Linked DNA regions of Mus musculus: all the other regions are linked to region 1. The links are chromatin contacts, called in public HiCAR-type and promoter capture Hi-C maps. All regions are on one chromosome and are shown on one strand. Each heading gives the region's core, a stretch centred on a gene start, on an enhancer-like site or on the middle of the called end of the contact. The rest is flanking DNA. Distances are from core to core; before and after follow the strand shown. Region 1 holds the start of Med13 (mediator complex subunit 13). Region 2 holds the start of Appbp2os (amyloid beta precursor protein (cytoplasmic tail) binding protein 2, opposite strand). Region 3 holds the start of Tex14 (testis expressed gene 14). Region 4 holds the start of 4930502E09Rik (RIKEN cDNA 4930502E09 gene). Region 5 holds the start of Car4 (carbonic anhydrase 4).

Region 1 (2,700 bases), core at 22-2,521:
CAACAAAGGAAATTCAGTAATTCCTTATTCTAACTTAGTGACAGAAAGCATAAGGTGCCAAAAATGAAACTGCTGATACATGACTGGCAGTTTATGCTTGCCAACTAGTTATGCTCCACCCACTTAATTCACTTACCTATGATAGACTTAATATTTCTCAGAGCACACGAAAAATGAAAAAAGTCACTCTAACTTAGTCATTCAGGAAGCTCGGCTATCGTTTAATTCAGGACTAGATATTTGCAACAGTTGGTACTTTTGACAAAAGTCTTAACTCTTGAGTGTTATCCGATTTGGGCCGACCTACATACACGTACTAGAACATCCCTAATTCCAGCTGCCCCAGACTTTTCAGTTCAATAAAAGGAACAGCCAGCTCAAAACATTCTTAAAACGTAAGCAAAACAGACAAATATAGAACGTTTAGTGCGAAACCACAGTACCTCCTCCACTTGCCCCTCCACTCTCACAAAAACATAATGTTCTAATAAAAGCAAGATGGCTAGAAATTGTCAAAATGGCAAAATGTTTTCAAAGTTTAAAAAGAAAACATATGAACCGGCACACACTGTTTTTACACAAAGATCTGAAGTCACCCATAAGGACACTACCCCTGTATTAGTTTAACTTACAAAACGAAGAGGGTTTTAATACGTAAGTTTTTGGGGGGGTCCTGTTTAAGAGAAGCCCACTTACAAGGGAAAAGCGAGCTTAAAGGCAGTCGAGCAGGGGCAATCGTGGAAAGTGTGGAAAAGGGATACACTGTTCGATACAAGGGGCGGGGGGCGGGGAGGCGGGGAAGCAAGAAGCACACAAGAAAATATTACTATCCGGGCAGATAAGCAGCCCAAGTTAAGGAAAAGACTAGGATGGGGAAAAGAGTCCAAAACAAGACAGGAGGAGGAGAAAGACCGAGGGGGTGGGGGGAAAGACAAGCCTCTTCCCAGCAGAGCCCCGGTCGGTAGGTGAGCGGACGCTGCCTCCCGGGGCGGCCGCAGAGCCTCGGAGGAGGCCGACTCCGGCGGGGCCTAGCCGGGGGACACCGGCATCTGGATGCGACCCAGACCCCCTCCCCCACGGCCCAAGGGCGCACGGCGCGGCCCCCTCCCCCACCGCCCGCGGCCCCCGCACTCACCAGGCAGAAGAGGTTACAGTGACAATCTTCCAGGCTGGCCCCGTTCGACACGAAGGAGGAACTCATCGTCCCTCACAGCAGCCGCCGCCGGCGCCACAACCCACCATCCGCCATTACCGCCGCCTCCGACCAGAGAGAGAAACACAGACACCGGGGAGGGCGGGGGGCGGTGGGGAGGAGGCCGCCGGGCCGCCCGCCCTCCCCGCCGCCCCCCGGCGCCGCCGCGGCCCCCGCCGCCCGGAGGCACCCAGCCGCCCGGGGCCGAGGCCGCAGGCGGGAGGGCCGCGCCGCGCTCGGCCGGCCGCCGGGACTGCGGAGCCCGCGGACGCGCGTCCCTCTCCGGAGAGGAGGGGAAGGGATGTCTGTCCCTTCCACCAGAAAAATAAAAAAAGATTTAAAAGAAGAAAAGAGAAAAAAAAACGAAAAACAAAAAAATAATAATAACAATCAGGTACACGATAAATAGTCAGAGCCCGAGTCCGAGCGGGCCGAGCCCAGAAGCCCGGGAGGGTTCTCCGCGGCCCGGGGACGCCCGCGGAGGGGCGGGAAGGGCGAGGACCGGCAGAGCACCCCGGGCCCCCGGCCCGGCAGCGGCGATGTCCTTAAGCCCAGAGTCTCCTCAGCGGCGGAGGTGGTGGCGGCGTCTGTGGGCTCAGTCCATTCTCCGGCTGTGTCCTCGTGTTGTCCCTGGGCCAAGCCTGCCTAACGTCTGCTCTCCTGCCGCCTCACCGCCTGGACGCCGTAGTCTCCCCCATTTTGTGGGCCCAGCGGGCGGTGTTTTTCCCCCTTTAATCCGAATTCACGGGTTTTCCCTTCGCTTTAATGGCGGCCACAGGGACCAGCTCGCCCTCTCTGCTCGCCCATTGGCCGCCGCGAGGTCACGTGGGCCGGGCTCCGTAGGGAGGGGGGAGAGAGAAGGCGGTGAGGGAGGGCAGGGAAGCTTTCGGAGCCCCGGGGACCGGGCGGCCAGCTGGTGGCTACTAACATGGCGCCATCTGCTGGATGCCCCGGTTAAGATGACCCGAGTCTTGGCCCTAGCTTTCTGCTGGCTGGGGAAAGTGCAGCAGCGCAGGAAGGTTCACTTCAAAATCGAGAATTACTTGGAAATCAGTTCAAATTCTTTGGAAGAGAAAGTTGGCAAAAAAAAAAAAAAAAGAGAGAGAGAGAGAGAAAAAGAAAAAAGAAAAGAAAAAGAAAGACGTTCCAATGCATTCTCATTCACTCCATAAGGCCGCCGGGGTACATCGCAGAACTCTAGGGCTAAAGAATGAGAGCTGGATAGACACCAGCCTCGCCCTCTCTTTTTAAGTTATAATAAAGAGGTAAAAAAAATGAAACGATATGGTCTTGTGGTTAATGAACTAGAAATAAAGTCCTGCTGTTCAGGATTCGAAGCTGGAGCCAGTCTTTTACCTCTTTGTGACTCAGTTTCCTCATCTGTAAAATGAGGAAAACAAATGTTATGTTTGTTATATGATGCATGAATACAACCTGAGCACTAGCCTCGTGCCTGCGCCCGATAAGCAGTGTAAGGCATGCATTACTATACTTCCATCCTTCCTTTC
Region 2 (2,700 bases), core at 85-2,584, 1.1 Mb before region 1:
AGGGAGGCTCCGAGTCCATAAAGTTCTCCTCCCTCTCAGAACACTGCAAAAATTGTCCACGTCTATGAACACTTACCCTTGAAACTCCTTGGAGAGCAACTTGGGACTTTCTGTGCAGATTTTTGAGAGGGAGCGACGCAAGAATGCTGCAAAATCGCACTTTTCATACACATTGGTATAATTCAGATTTCTACTTCTTGCTTTCAGGGAATTTCACTGCGTCCTTTCTAAAGATCCAGTCTATTACTAATCTATTAGTAAAATTCCCAATTTAACCCAAAGTGTAAACCGAAAAACCAAAACAAACCTAGAAACCACACAAAAAAGCTTTCAAGGATATGCAAATGAAGCCCACAGACCATTTTCATTAAGCCCTAACTAAATCATTTCGGATTGAAAGAAAGGAAAGGGACGAAACTCGGATTAGAGAAGGGAGGGGAAAAAAAAAAGAAAAAGAAAGAAAGCAGTTACTCGGGTAAAGAGGATCGACGAGATGACAAAGTAGGGAGAATTAGGGGTGGAGCGGAACAAAAAAGTCCAGCTGATACAAACACTAGAGAAGACAGAAAATACCCCAGCGACTAGAGGACCGGGTGGGACTCGGCTGGGTCAGGCATTCCCGCAGGCCTACCCTGGGGCCCCTAAGGGGATGGCGGATAGCTCTCACACAAGAACCCCCCCGGGCCGCACAGACCGGGAGGCAGACGCGGGGGTGGCGGCGTATCGGAAAGCGGCCACCGCAGCCGACGCTACCTCGAGAGCTACAGGCCGGGCCGTGGACGTGGAAGGGGGTGCGGCCCAGGAGCAGCGGCGGGGTCCGATAGAACAGATCGCCTGTACCTTGTAGTAAACGTCGAACTGGATATTCTCCGGCAAGGAGCGGATGTCGCGGCGCGAGCGGATGTAGTTGTCCACGACAGCGGAGATGGCGGTGTTGTAGAGCGTCTCCGGGATCCACTCGAGCTCCACGGCCGCCATCTTCCCTCGCTCCTCCTCCGCCTCCTCCCGCAGGCCTCCGCCTCCCTCCGTAGCGAACCCGTGTGAGGCTCCGGAGGCTTCCGAGGGGCGGCGACCACGCGGGCGAGCGGGCGTGCGCGCGCCTCTCGGACCCGGCTGCCGGGCCTCTGCGTGCGCGCGCGGCCTGAGGGCAGATGGTGCTGGCGGTAGCGGCGGTAGCGGCGGCCACGGAAGATCCGGACGAACGCAGACCACGACCGTACCGAGAGCCTCACATTCCCAACAGGAGAGCGAGCCCAGTTCCGTCCAGGCTCTCAGCTCTGCATGGGCGGGGCTGCGTGTGTGCGTCATGACGTCAACGCGCGACGCGCCGACGCGCCCGGGAAGGAATGCGGCAGGCGGAAAACTTGCGGAGAAAGAGCGCGGAGCGTCTGAGGGGCGCTGGGTGCTTGTTCCTAAAGGACGAGACACCGGGGAAGCTGGGCGGTAGTTGGAGTGGTGTTTTATCCAGCGTGCTGTGGCTCTCCAACACAGTCTCGTTTCAGTGAGTTTTTCGACGACAGCCCTCTTCAACTTTAAGAATTGATCTTTTAGATCAACGAACTTTAGGACTGATCTTTTTTTCACAAAAGTGCACAGCACGGACGGGGCATGGTGGTGCACTTGGAATGGATCGCTTGGGAGGCAGAGGCAGGGGTATCTCCTGAGGTCAAGGTCTATGGAGTGAGACCCTGTCTCAAACAAAGAAAATCTATATTGAGGGATGTGGTGGCCCATCACTTTTATCCCAGCACTGCAGAGACAGAGGCAGGTGGATTTCTGTGAGCTCCAGGCCAGCCTGGTCTACAGTGTGAGTTCCAGGCCTGTCCCTCTTGCTCTGGCCCTGTTGTCTCCTGCTCTACTCGCTCAGCCCTAGCTCATAGATTCTTTTTCATTGGGGATGGTTGTGAGCCACCATGTAGTTGCTGGGATTTGAACTCATGACCTCCGGAAGAGCAGTCGGTGCTCTTAATCAACTGAGCCATCTCACCAGCCCCTATCCAATTTTATTTTATTTTAAATTTTGGTTTTTCGAGACAGGGTTTCTCTGTATAGCCCTGGCTGTCTTGGAACTCACTTTGTAGACCAGGCTGGCCTCGAACTCAGAAATCTGCCTACCTCTGCCTCCCGAGTGCTGGGACAATTTTCTTTTTTCTTTTTTTTTAAAAGAAGAAAAATTTGTTTAACATGCCCTGGCTCTCCTAGAACTTTATCTGTAGACCAGGCTAGCCTCAAGTCACAGAGATCTTGCTGCCTCTGCCTCGCTAGTGCTGGGATCAAAGGTAGTTGCCAGCATTTTTTTACTGAGCAATCATTCAAGCCCCGTTTCCCCATTTTTGCATTGAAAAAAAAAAGAATCTATTAAATGTTTTGGCTTGCCTACCAAATTCTTCTAGTAGTCTGAGAATGCATGTCAAACAAATGGAGAAATGCACTTTAAATCCAGTGAAACTGATTAACCATACACACATTTAAACTTCTTCAGTCCTGTGATTTCTTAGGCTATAATTGACAAACCTGGGAAAGCTGTAGTCAGCCTCAAAATAGGGTTGACAGATTTATCAAGTTTAAAAAAAAAACATAGAAACCTCTAAAACACCCTTTGATTGATTGATTGATGATTGATTTTGAGTCAGGGTCCTACTTATGGGCATGGCTGGCCTGGAACAATAACTTGTTAGCTTTGGATTTAAACTTGCACTG
Region 3 (2,700 bases), core at 177-2,676, 1.0 Mb after region 1:
TTCTCTGTGTAGCCCTGGCTGTCCTAGAACTCACTCTGTAGACCAGGCTAGCCTCGAACTCAGAAATTCACCTGCCTCTGCCTCCCAAGTGCTGGGATTAAAGGCGTGCGCCACCACTGCCCGGTTGTGATTCCCACTTATCTGTAACCTAAAGAACTCTGAGAAAAGTCGGGGGCCAGGGCGGGGGGGGGGGGGAGGCAGTATTCCTGTGAATCACGAACGTCTTTCTAGAGCTTTCTCCTGGTCTAAGGGAATGTTCTATTGCTTTTCTCACTGAAATATCTCTAGTCCTTCTCTAATCCTTTATTTTTCAACTTCAATTCCCCCCCCCCGCCCCCCAGGATCTTTGACCAAGGAGAATTACATGGCTTGTGATTGTTTCCCAACCCAGTTTATCATGAAACCTCAAGATGAGAAGTCGGTTCTTTCATCTACAGATTGGACACCCTGGTCCAAGAGGAGCCTTCCTTAAACCATTAAGTGAGGCACTCCTCAAAGCATCCAGCGAGCACGGAGAAAGCAATCAGTAAACGTTGCTCCACACAGTTCCAAGCTCAAGAGAATTTCAGCGGTGTCAAAAGATCGGCTTGGCGGAGGCGGCGGAACGAAGACGGAGGCGGCGCCAAGCGGCCGCGGTGCATCAGCTGGCAGCTGGGAGTCGTTACCTTTGCTGAGCTCGGAGGGCTTCACCTCTAGGACGTCCTCCGCCGTCTGAAACCCCGCAGCCACCAGCTTCCCGCGCACCGCTGGAGACAGCGGATAACCCACCAACTCCCGCTGCATTTTTTTTTTTTTTTTTTTTTTTTTTGAGAGCTCGGCGGCTACGCACGCAGTGACGTAGAGCAAGAGGCGCGAAAGCGCTGGAAACCCAAACCCCGCCCTCCCGCGGGGGAGGGTCAGTGGCGTGACGTCACACGCGCGGCGTAAGGGGCGGGGCTCGCGCGGCCTAGACTCACGAGGCCTTGCTGCTGCTGAGGAAATCCCACACACTGGTTTCATGTAAGGTTGTCTTCTAGTTTCACTCGTCCGAGTCACGTTTCGGATATAGCCTGACAGTGAACACAAAAACAAAAAAAGAGGCCGGAGACGCGGAGACGGTAGCCAGGCCAAGTGAACCCTGTACAGCATATTTCCTCACCATGCTCTGCCCTCTTTCACGGGTTCCTCAAGAATCCATCCTCCTGGATGGAAGTTGTAGTAGACGCAGCAACCAGAAACTGACCAGTTGGCAGTTTCCTGCTGTGAAAAATTCAAAAAACCCTTGTAGGAGGTCTGTTGTGTGTCCCCTGACCCTTGCCAGGCGACCCCTTGCTTTTCCCGCCCTCGCGGGGGATTGTGGGCCAGCCTCCCACTTTGGGGGGCTGCGGTAGGGAGTGGTTGGCGCCCACGCGCGCGTCCACGCACTCGCCCGCTCACGCACGCACGCACAGCTTCCGGTGGGTGACCCCGGGACTCCGGAGCTCCCTCAGAGTGTGGCGGTTTCTGAGCATTCATGTCGGCAGGCCTGCCTAGAGTAAGAAGTAGCTGGAAAAGTAAGCTATCGTGTCCTTGTCGTCTCGTGGTCTAGCCTGGGCCTCTGGTGTCCCGAGGGAGGAGCTGGACCTCTTTAGTAGAGTTGACCGGGGATGTTGACGGAGCGGGAGTGACTGCTTCCACATCAGAACTTTTGGGGAGATTGGCAGTTTGGAAGGTGGCTTTAAAGGCCCAAGAAATACGGAAGATGATATAAAAAAAAAGTGTGTCGTGCCGGGCAGTGGTGGCAGCACGCCTTTAATCCCAGCAGTCGGGAGGCAGAGGCAGGCGGATTTCTGAGTTCGAGGACAGCATGGTCTACAGAGTGAGTTTCAGGACAGCCAGAGCTACAAAACAAAACCAAAAAAAGTGTGTCATACCTACCTCACATTTCAAAAAAAAAAAAAAATCTAGCATTTTTTTTGAAGACAGCATCTAAACTTTCTAAATTATGGGATATAGGAATACGCGACTCTCCCTGCTTTTGCACTACTTATTGACAACAACTTCTTCTTTCTTTTTTTCTTTTCTTTTTGGTTTTTCGATACAGGGTTTCTCTATGTAGCCCTGGCTGTCCTGAAACTCACTCTGTAGATCAGGCTGGCCTCGAACTCAGAAATCTGCCTGCCTCTGCCTCTTGAGTGCTGGGATCAAAGGTGTGCGACACCACACCGGGTTCTTTTCTTTTCTTTTTTTAACTTGTGGGTTTTCAAGACAACCTCTTTGTGTAGGTTTCTTTCGTGGCTCTCCCAAAACTGACTCTGTAGAGCAGGCTCTCCTCGAAGTCACAGAGATTCATCTGCCTCTGCCTCCTGAGTACTGGGATTAGAAAGGCCAGCGACCTCCCCACCCCCACCCCCTACCCCCAAAAAAAGCCGGGCAGTGGTGGTGCACGCCTTTAATCCCAGCCCTTGGGAGGCAGAGGCAGGTGGATTTCTGAGTTTGAGGTCAGCCAGGGCTACACAGAGAAACCCCGTCTGGAACCCCCCACCCCCAAAACAAAAGAAAGGTCAGTGCCACCAATGCTCAGCTAAAGCAACGACTCTTTATTATTACATTTCTTTTGTGTTTGTGTGTGACACACAGGCCACATTACTAGACTGGAGGTGAGAGAAATTGGTTCTCGGCTTCCCCCATGTGGTATTGGGGACAGATGGAATTGAGGCTGTCAGGCTTGGCAACCAGGCC
Region 4 (2,700 bases), core at 131-2,630, 1.5 Mb before region 1:
TCAGAGGACTTTGAGCCATGGTGAAGATAGAGCCCTGCAGGTGGTCCTGCCAGGGCAAATAATGGGAATTTCTCTTGTCTTCTCCCAAATGGCATCTCCTCCCTATCTTTTCTGATCTGATGCTGCTCATAACTCCAGGAACCCCCAAAAGAATGTTAAGAGAAAAACTAGGGAGTTCTGGATCCGTAACATTTTATTTTCTCAAGACTTACAGGTTTAATGCCCTATTTCACCTACTCAGTCCCACCTAGGAAAATGAATCAGAAAAGAGAGAGAGAGAGAGAGAGAGAGAGAGAGAGAGAGAGAGAGAGAGAGAGAGAAAGAGATCTACAAGTAAATATTCCATTCACTCTTTAGGCTCATGGCATGTGAGTTGAGCTCAGATTTGAATTAAAAGGAGAGCTAGCTTCCACCCTAACCTCACCCTCAGTCATGGGTCAAACACTAGCTTCTTGTTCATTGGTTGGCCAGCACTTTACTCGGTGTGGCTTGGGTGAGGTTTGGGGACAAGATGAAACTAACCTAGTCACTTAGACTAGCCAGTTTTTTTTTTTTTTTCTTTTCTTTTTTTCCCCCTTCTCCCTGGCTGCCTAGCTAGCCCTTGACCTCTGGCTTCCTCTTTCACCTGCCAGTATAGGGGGCACAAGATGGCAGGGGTAAGGGAAGAGAATACCAGGGGTCAGGATTTGGTACTCTGCTGCGACACGAACTATCAGGAGTGAATGGCTCTTATAAAAATAGAACTTAGAGAGAACTTAGGTCCTCTCGCTACTAAACAGCACTCCTGCTCTCAAGGCCGTTGCAAATGGCCCTAGGGTAGTAGGCTCAAAAAGAGCAGGGTCTCTGGCTCCGGCCACGGCAACTCTCCCTCCCCTCACTCAAAGCCCTGCCCCATGGAAACGACGTACTCCCCCCTCCCCCAAGAGCGTCCCCGCTGCCTGGCGGAGCCTTACCTCGATGTTGCCAACGGTGCGGGCACAACCCACAACCTTCAGTCCCTGCTGGACTAATGCCCGGGCCACGGCCGCACCGATGCCCCCCGAGGCTCCCGTCACCAGTGCCAGCCGGTCGCGCCACCGCTCCATGCCAGCTCTAGTCATGGTCCCGAGCCGTCTGCCCACCTCGTTCGGCGAACCAGGCACTGGGAGCGGGGAGCTTAGTCTGGGGTTACTGAAGATCGGTGGCTCCCTGGTCACTGCAGTGGGGGACGCCGGCAACTTGGAGTTGCGCCTAGACCCACCCACTATTGGCCCGGCCTCCGGCCCGGGCTCCGCCCTCGGGACCTCCGCATTGGGCCACATGGCGTCCGAGTGGCCACCTTTTCCGGACACGCCCACGCCCGCGCACGAGCCCGTCCTTCCCGCGACAGGCGGAAACCGCACAGCCTTGAGGATAGGGGCCCACCGCGGAAGTGGGGCCTGACAGCCGGTGGAGTTGCTTTTACCGTGAGCGCTTCCCTTTGCGGTGGAGAGCCTCCATCTGCGAGGAAGAGGACGCACGCTCGCACGCACTCAAGGCCTCCTTTGCTCAATCAGCCCTACTTCCAAAGGCCTGAGGACAGGATGGGGGATCTAAAGGTTACTCCAGTGCCCTCCCAAACCACTGGTGACTGACAGTAAGGATTCAATCCAAAAAGCTTAAGGGCCTCTGCCATCAAGGCCAGTTGACCTGAGGAAGGGTTATTGTTCACTGTACCTGATCCTTTGGCTTCACTGGCCAAGTAAATGGTTAAAATACCCAAGTACTCTACACCTAAATGGCACCACGTCTTCAACCGTCCTTGACATCAACCACTCCCAGTCCTACAACGGCGCAAATGTTACACGATGTACATCAATAGTCACCCGCAGAAGCTGACAACTTGAATATCACGTGGTAGCCATAACTTTAAACAGCATGCATAATATACCCTTATAAGATTTTTGAGCCGGGCGTGGTGGCTCATGCCTTTAATCCCAGCACTCGGGAGGCAGAGGCAGGTGGATTTCTCAGTTTGAGGCCAGCCTGGTCTACAGAGTGAGTTCCAGGACAGCCAGGGCTATACAGGGAAACCCTGTCTCGAAAAAAACAACAAAAACAATATTTTTGTTTTTCTTTTGTGCAGGAGCCAACAGAGCTCTACCACAAGGCATGGTGGCACAAGCCGGTAAGGGGACATAAGAGACAGGTCCACGAGTTCAAGGCCATCCTTTAGTAGAGAGTGAATTCCAGGCCAACTGAAACATGAGCCCCTTTCTCAAACACAGTAAGTATACTGGCACATTAAGTGTGAAAAACAACAAAACAAAACAAAACAAAACAAAACAAACAAAAAAAAGAGAAGTGTGATGAAGGCTAGAGAGATGGCTCAGCAGTTAAGAGCACTAGCTGCTCTTCCAGAGGTCCCGAGTTCAATTCCCAGCAAGCACATGGTGGTGGCTCACAACTATCGAAAAAGGTCCGATGCCCTCTTCTGGTGTGTCTGAAGACACCAACAGTGTACCCATACATGCCTGATAATGCCAGCTGGTGGTACATGCCTTTGATTCAGCACTCAGCAGGCAGATCTCTTGAGTTTGTTGCCAGCCTGGTGTACAGTGAGTTCCAGGTCAACCCGGGCTACAGAGAAACCCTGTCTCAAACAAAACAAAACAACAACAACAAAAAATAAAAATAAAAAACCAACAAACTGTTTGATGTCTACCTTCTTCAGATAGCCAT
Region 5 (2,700 bases), core at 102-2,601, 1.4 Mb before region 1:
GGTGTAGGCTGTGATCCTAGGCCAGAGAGAGGAGCAGGCCAGACTCAAGAAGGGAGGAAGCTCCTTTGCTTGGATTGTTCTGATGGAGTCGTTCCCCTACAGAGGTTCAAAGGCTGGTGCTGGGGCAGGGAGAGGGTGATGTGAAGAGAATTTGGCAACGGATAGGGAAGTAGCTGGACCAGAAAAATAGGGCTTCCTGTTGATGGAGGAGTCCAGGTGTACTGCTATTCCTTGTTCATCTCCCCAGACTTGTCCTAGAAACTCCCCAGGGATGCGCAGACTCCCCATCTGTGAGATGTAAGGGACCTCCACAGAGAGTAACAAGTAGTGCTTGCCTGGAAGTGAGGCCAGATCCATTTCCCAGATATGGGAGACCGTTTACTCTTTGCTGAGGACTCTTCCTGTCTGATGGGAGAATTAGGGATATATCCAGATCCTTAGTTTTTTTTCTCTTCCCCAACTGTCATCTACTGTCATCAGATCTCAAAAGCACCAGTCCTTTCCCCTATGACATCGTGGGCTTTTCTAGTAAACCAATTTTCTACTGTGTCTCCGTGCCCCCTCCTCACTTTCCCATCCCCTTAATTCCATACCCTTTCCAGCCCCCCGACTCTCCACTCCACCCCATCTTCTTGGCTTAGCACAAGACCCACCAGTAACCACGTTTTAGGGAGCTTAGTTCTAGGTAGGAAGACGGGTCTTGGTTTCTTTAAAATTGAGTTTGGATGTAACTCAGTGGTAGAGTGCTTGCCTAGTATGAGAAATAGGGAACGAAAAGGAGTGGGGGTGGGGAGGAGGAGGAGGAGGATCTTCGTCGTCGTCATCATAACCATCATCTCCAGTCCCGAGAAAGAAAACGCAAAACAAAATCAAGTTTGGAATAGCCAGGAAGGAAAAAGATGAGACTGGAGCGTCAGCTACCGCTTCCTCAAAGAGCCTCTCACCGGGCATCTCTTCAACAAACAGCATTGCAAAGCTTTCAACCGTCTCGATTCTCCGTCTCCCTGAGACCATTTGGCTCCATCTTGCCCCAAATCAAGTTTATTACAAGGACACACTAGGAGACCCTGAACAGTTGGTGGCAGCATGATGGAAGTTACGAGTCTGGGAAGATACCCCGTGGGTCAGGTACCTGAGGATAGCTCATCTTTCTTCCGGAATCAGTTAACAGGAGTAGGATGGGGGCAAGGTGGGGATACTCCGCTTCTAAGCCCTGAAGATGCGGAGTGGGTGAGGGGTCTTTTCGCCATGGGCGAAGGTAGCAAGGTAGCAAGGTAGGCGGGGAGATGATTCTTTCCGATCTGAGACTGGACAAGGCGAAGAGAGGCTCCGCCAGGAGGAGGAGCCGACTCCCACGTCTAGCCGTCCGGGCTCCCTTAGGTCGTGGCTCTGCTATAAAGCCTCCACCAGCATGATCGCGACGCCTAGGGTGGCTTCATTGGTGATTGACCCTAGGCTGGGCAGCGTCTTTCCCCTCAAGCACCATGCAGCTCCTTCTTGCTCTGCTGGCGCTGGCATACGTGGCCCCCTCTACTGAAGGTATCCTCGGGTGACCCTCTGCGCCCCCAGGACCCGGTACCCTTGCTAGCGCGCTCCGGCTGCGCGTTGTTCGTGCAGGGAACCGTGAGGCTGCAGCGGACCTGGTTGTGTGAGCGGGGGCGCCTACACGTGTCCGCGGGAGGCTGCGGGAGAGGGGGATGTGTGCTCGCATGTGTGTGGCCGCGGGGTGTCCGCGTGTTGGACGCTCGTGTGATCTGTGGTGAGGATGCTTCTCTGACCCGCCTGGATCCACGGTCCTTTTCGCACCTTGGTTCTCCTGGGTTTGCCCGTGGGTGGCGAGTGGCCGACTGTCCTGCAGAGACTCTGAACCGGTAACTGTTGCCCACCCAGAACAAGCGCAGCAGGTTGGATGTATTGGGGTCCCGGTGTTCCCTTCTTCTGACTCTAGGGTCCTGCCCTCTGAGCTTCAAGCTCCCTTCTCCCCTTCCCCCAGTGCTGGATTGGGAGCCTGGCGGGGGGCATCCTAAGACCCAAGTCCCTGGCCAAGCCGGTCTTTCCAGACAAGGTGATTTTCGTTTAAAGATTAATGGTGAGACCGAGCTCTTAATTATTCTTCTAGGTGGGAGGTGGAGGTAGAGGCGTGTTAATATTTGATAAGGAGCTAAAGGCGATTCTAGCGGTTGGCACCTTCTCCAATACCCCATAGCTCTTCACGAAGACTTCATCTCTTAGTCCGCAGGGAAGCTTTCCCGTCCAACGGGCCAGAACTCCCTTCCAGAGTTGGGTGCTCTGCCCTGGAATGGATAGTGGGGCGTACGGTGGGGACGTGAGGGGTCTCTCAGACCAGAAGGAGAGAGAGTATTCCCCGTTGCAGGACTTAGTTTGGAGGATGTAAGGCATCTTGCAACAACTCCTTCTTAGTGGAGGGAAAAGAGCAACTAATATAATGTTAAAGGGCGGAGTGTGTGTGTGTGTGTGTGTGTGTGTGTGTGTGTCTAGGGGTTGGGCACTTAAAACGACTTAGTAAAAAGGAAAATGTTTTTAAATTAACCAGTGCCTTGTAGCTGTTCACGTTGGTTAAGACGTATAAAGTATTCTGTCGTTTACAAACCGGGTTTAGTAGTTGTGTTCCTGGGTGCTGTTTTAAGGATAAAGAGTATAAGAGTTTAGGCAGTGTCCTTGGGCTCTGGGCAGAAAGCA

Evidence for each region. Promoter capture Hi-C pulls out the DNA fragments that hold promoters and counts their contacts. HiCAR-type assays count read pairs that join an accessible place to other places. Capture Hi-C pulls out chosen DNA fragments and counts their contacts.
Region 2: a promoter capture Hi-C map of adipose tissue shows a contact between it and region 1, with 4 times the contacts expected there. The contact joins the promoter of Appbp2os here to the promoter of Med13 in region 1. A contact is called at or near these places in 5 of 39 promoter capture datasets (the C10 cell line, hippocampal neurons, liver and 1 more), 3 of 115 datasets of contacts at active chromatin or transcription factors (astrocytes and embryonic stem cells) and 1 of 9 other capture datasets (adipose tissue).
Region 3: a contact with region 1 is called in a promoter capture Hi-C map of pre-B cells, with 3 times the contacts expected there. The contact joins the promoter of Tex14 here to the promoter of Med13 in region 1. A contact is called at or near these places in 1 of 39 promoter capture datasets (pre-B cells) and 1 of 115 datasets of contacts at active chromatin or transcription factors (pancreatic cancer cells).
Region 4: a contact with region 1 is called in a HiCAR-type map of astrocytes, with 4 times the contacts expected there. The contact joins the promoter of 4930502E09Rik here to the promoter of Med13 in region 1. A contact is called at or near these places in 1 of 39 promoter capture datasets (hippocampal neurons) and 1 of 115 datasets of contacts at active chromatin or transcription factors (astrocytes).
Region 5: a promoter capture Hi-C map of hippocampal neurons shows a contact between it and region 1, with 3 times the contacts expected there. The contact joins the promoter of Car4 here to the promoter of Med13 in region 1. A contact is called at or near these places in 2 of 39 promoter capture datasets (hippocampal neurons and liver) and 1 of 115 datasets of contacts at active chromatin or transcription factors (astrocytes).

What each region holds. Positions count from the first base shown.
Region 1 is chr11:86,356,325-86,359,024 of GRCm38.p6, forward strand. Med13 (mediator complex subunit 13) reads right to left here and starts at 1,272. Exons shown (of 30, transcript NM_001080931.2): 1 at 1,136-1,272. The coding sequence starts at 1,201.
Region 2 is chr11:85,233,832-85,236,531 of GRCm38.p6, forward strand. It overlaps Appbp2os (amyloid beta precursor protein (cytoplasmic tail) binding protein 2, opposite strand), which reads left to right and starts at 1,335. Exons shown (of 4, transcript NR_028329.1): 1 at 1,335-1,501. Appbp2 (amyloid beta precursor protein (cytoplasmic tail) binding protein 2) reads right to left here and starts at 1,289. Exons shown (of 13, transcript NM_025825.3): 1 at 841-1,289. The coding sequence starts at 978.
Region 3 is chr11:87,403,639-87,406,338 of GRCm38.p6, forward strand. Tex14 (testis expressed gene 14) reads left to right here and starts at 1,427. Exons shown (of 31, transcript NM_031386.2): 1 at 1,427-1,532. Rad51c (RAD51 paralog C) reads right to left here and starts at 868. Exons shown (of 9, transcript NM_053269.4): 1 at 666-868. The coding sequence starts at 783.
Region 4 is chr11:84,827,798-84,830,497 of GRCm38.p6, forward strand. 4930502E09Rik (RIKEN cDNA 4930502E09 gene) reads left to right here and starts at 1,381. Exons shown (of 3, transcript NR_046281.1): 1 at 1,381-1,615; 2 at 2,105-2,245; 3 at 2,693-2,700. Dhrs11 (dehydrogenase/reductase (SDR family) member 11) reads right to left here and starts at 1,206. Exons shown (of 7, transcript NM_177564.5): 1 at 954-1,206. The coding sequence starts at 1,100.
Region 5 is chr11:84,956,403-84,959,102 of GRCm38.p6, forward strand. It overlaps Car4 (carbonic anhydrase 4), which reads left to right and starts at 1,352. Exons shown (of 8, transcript NM_007607.2): 1 at 1,352-1,539. The coding sequence starts at 1,485.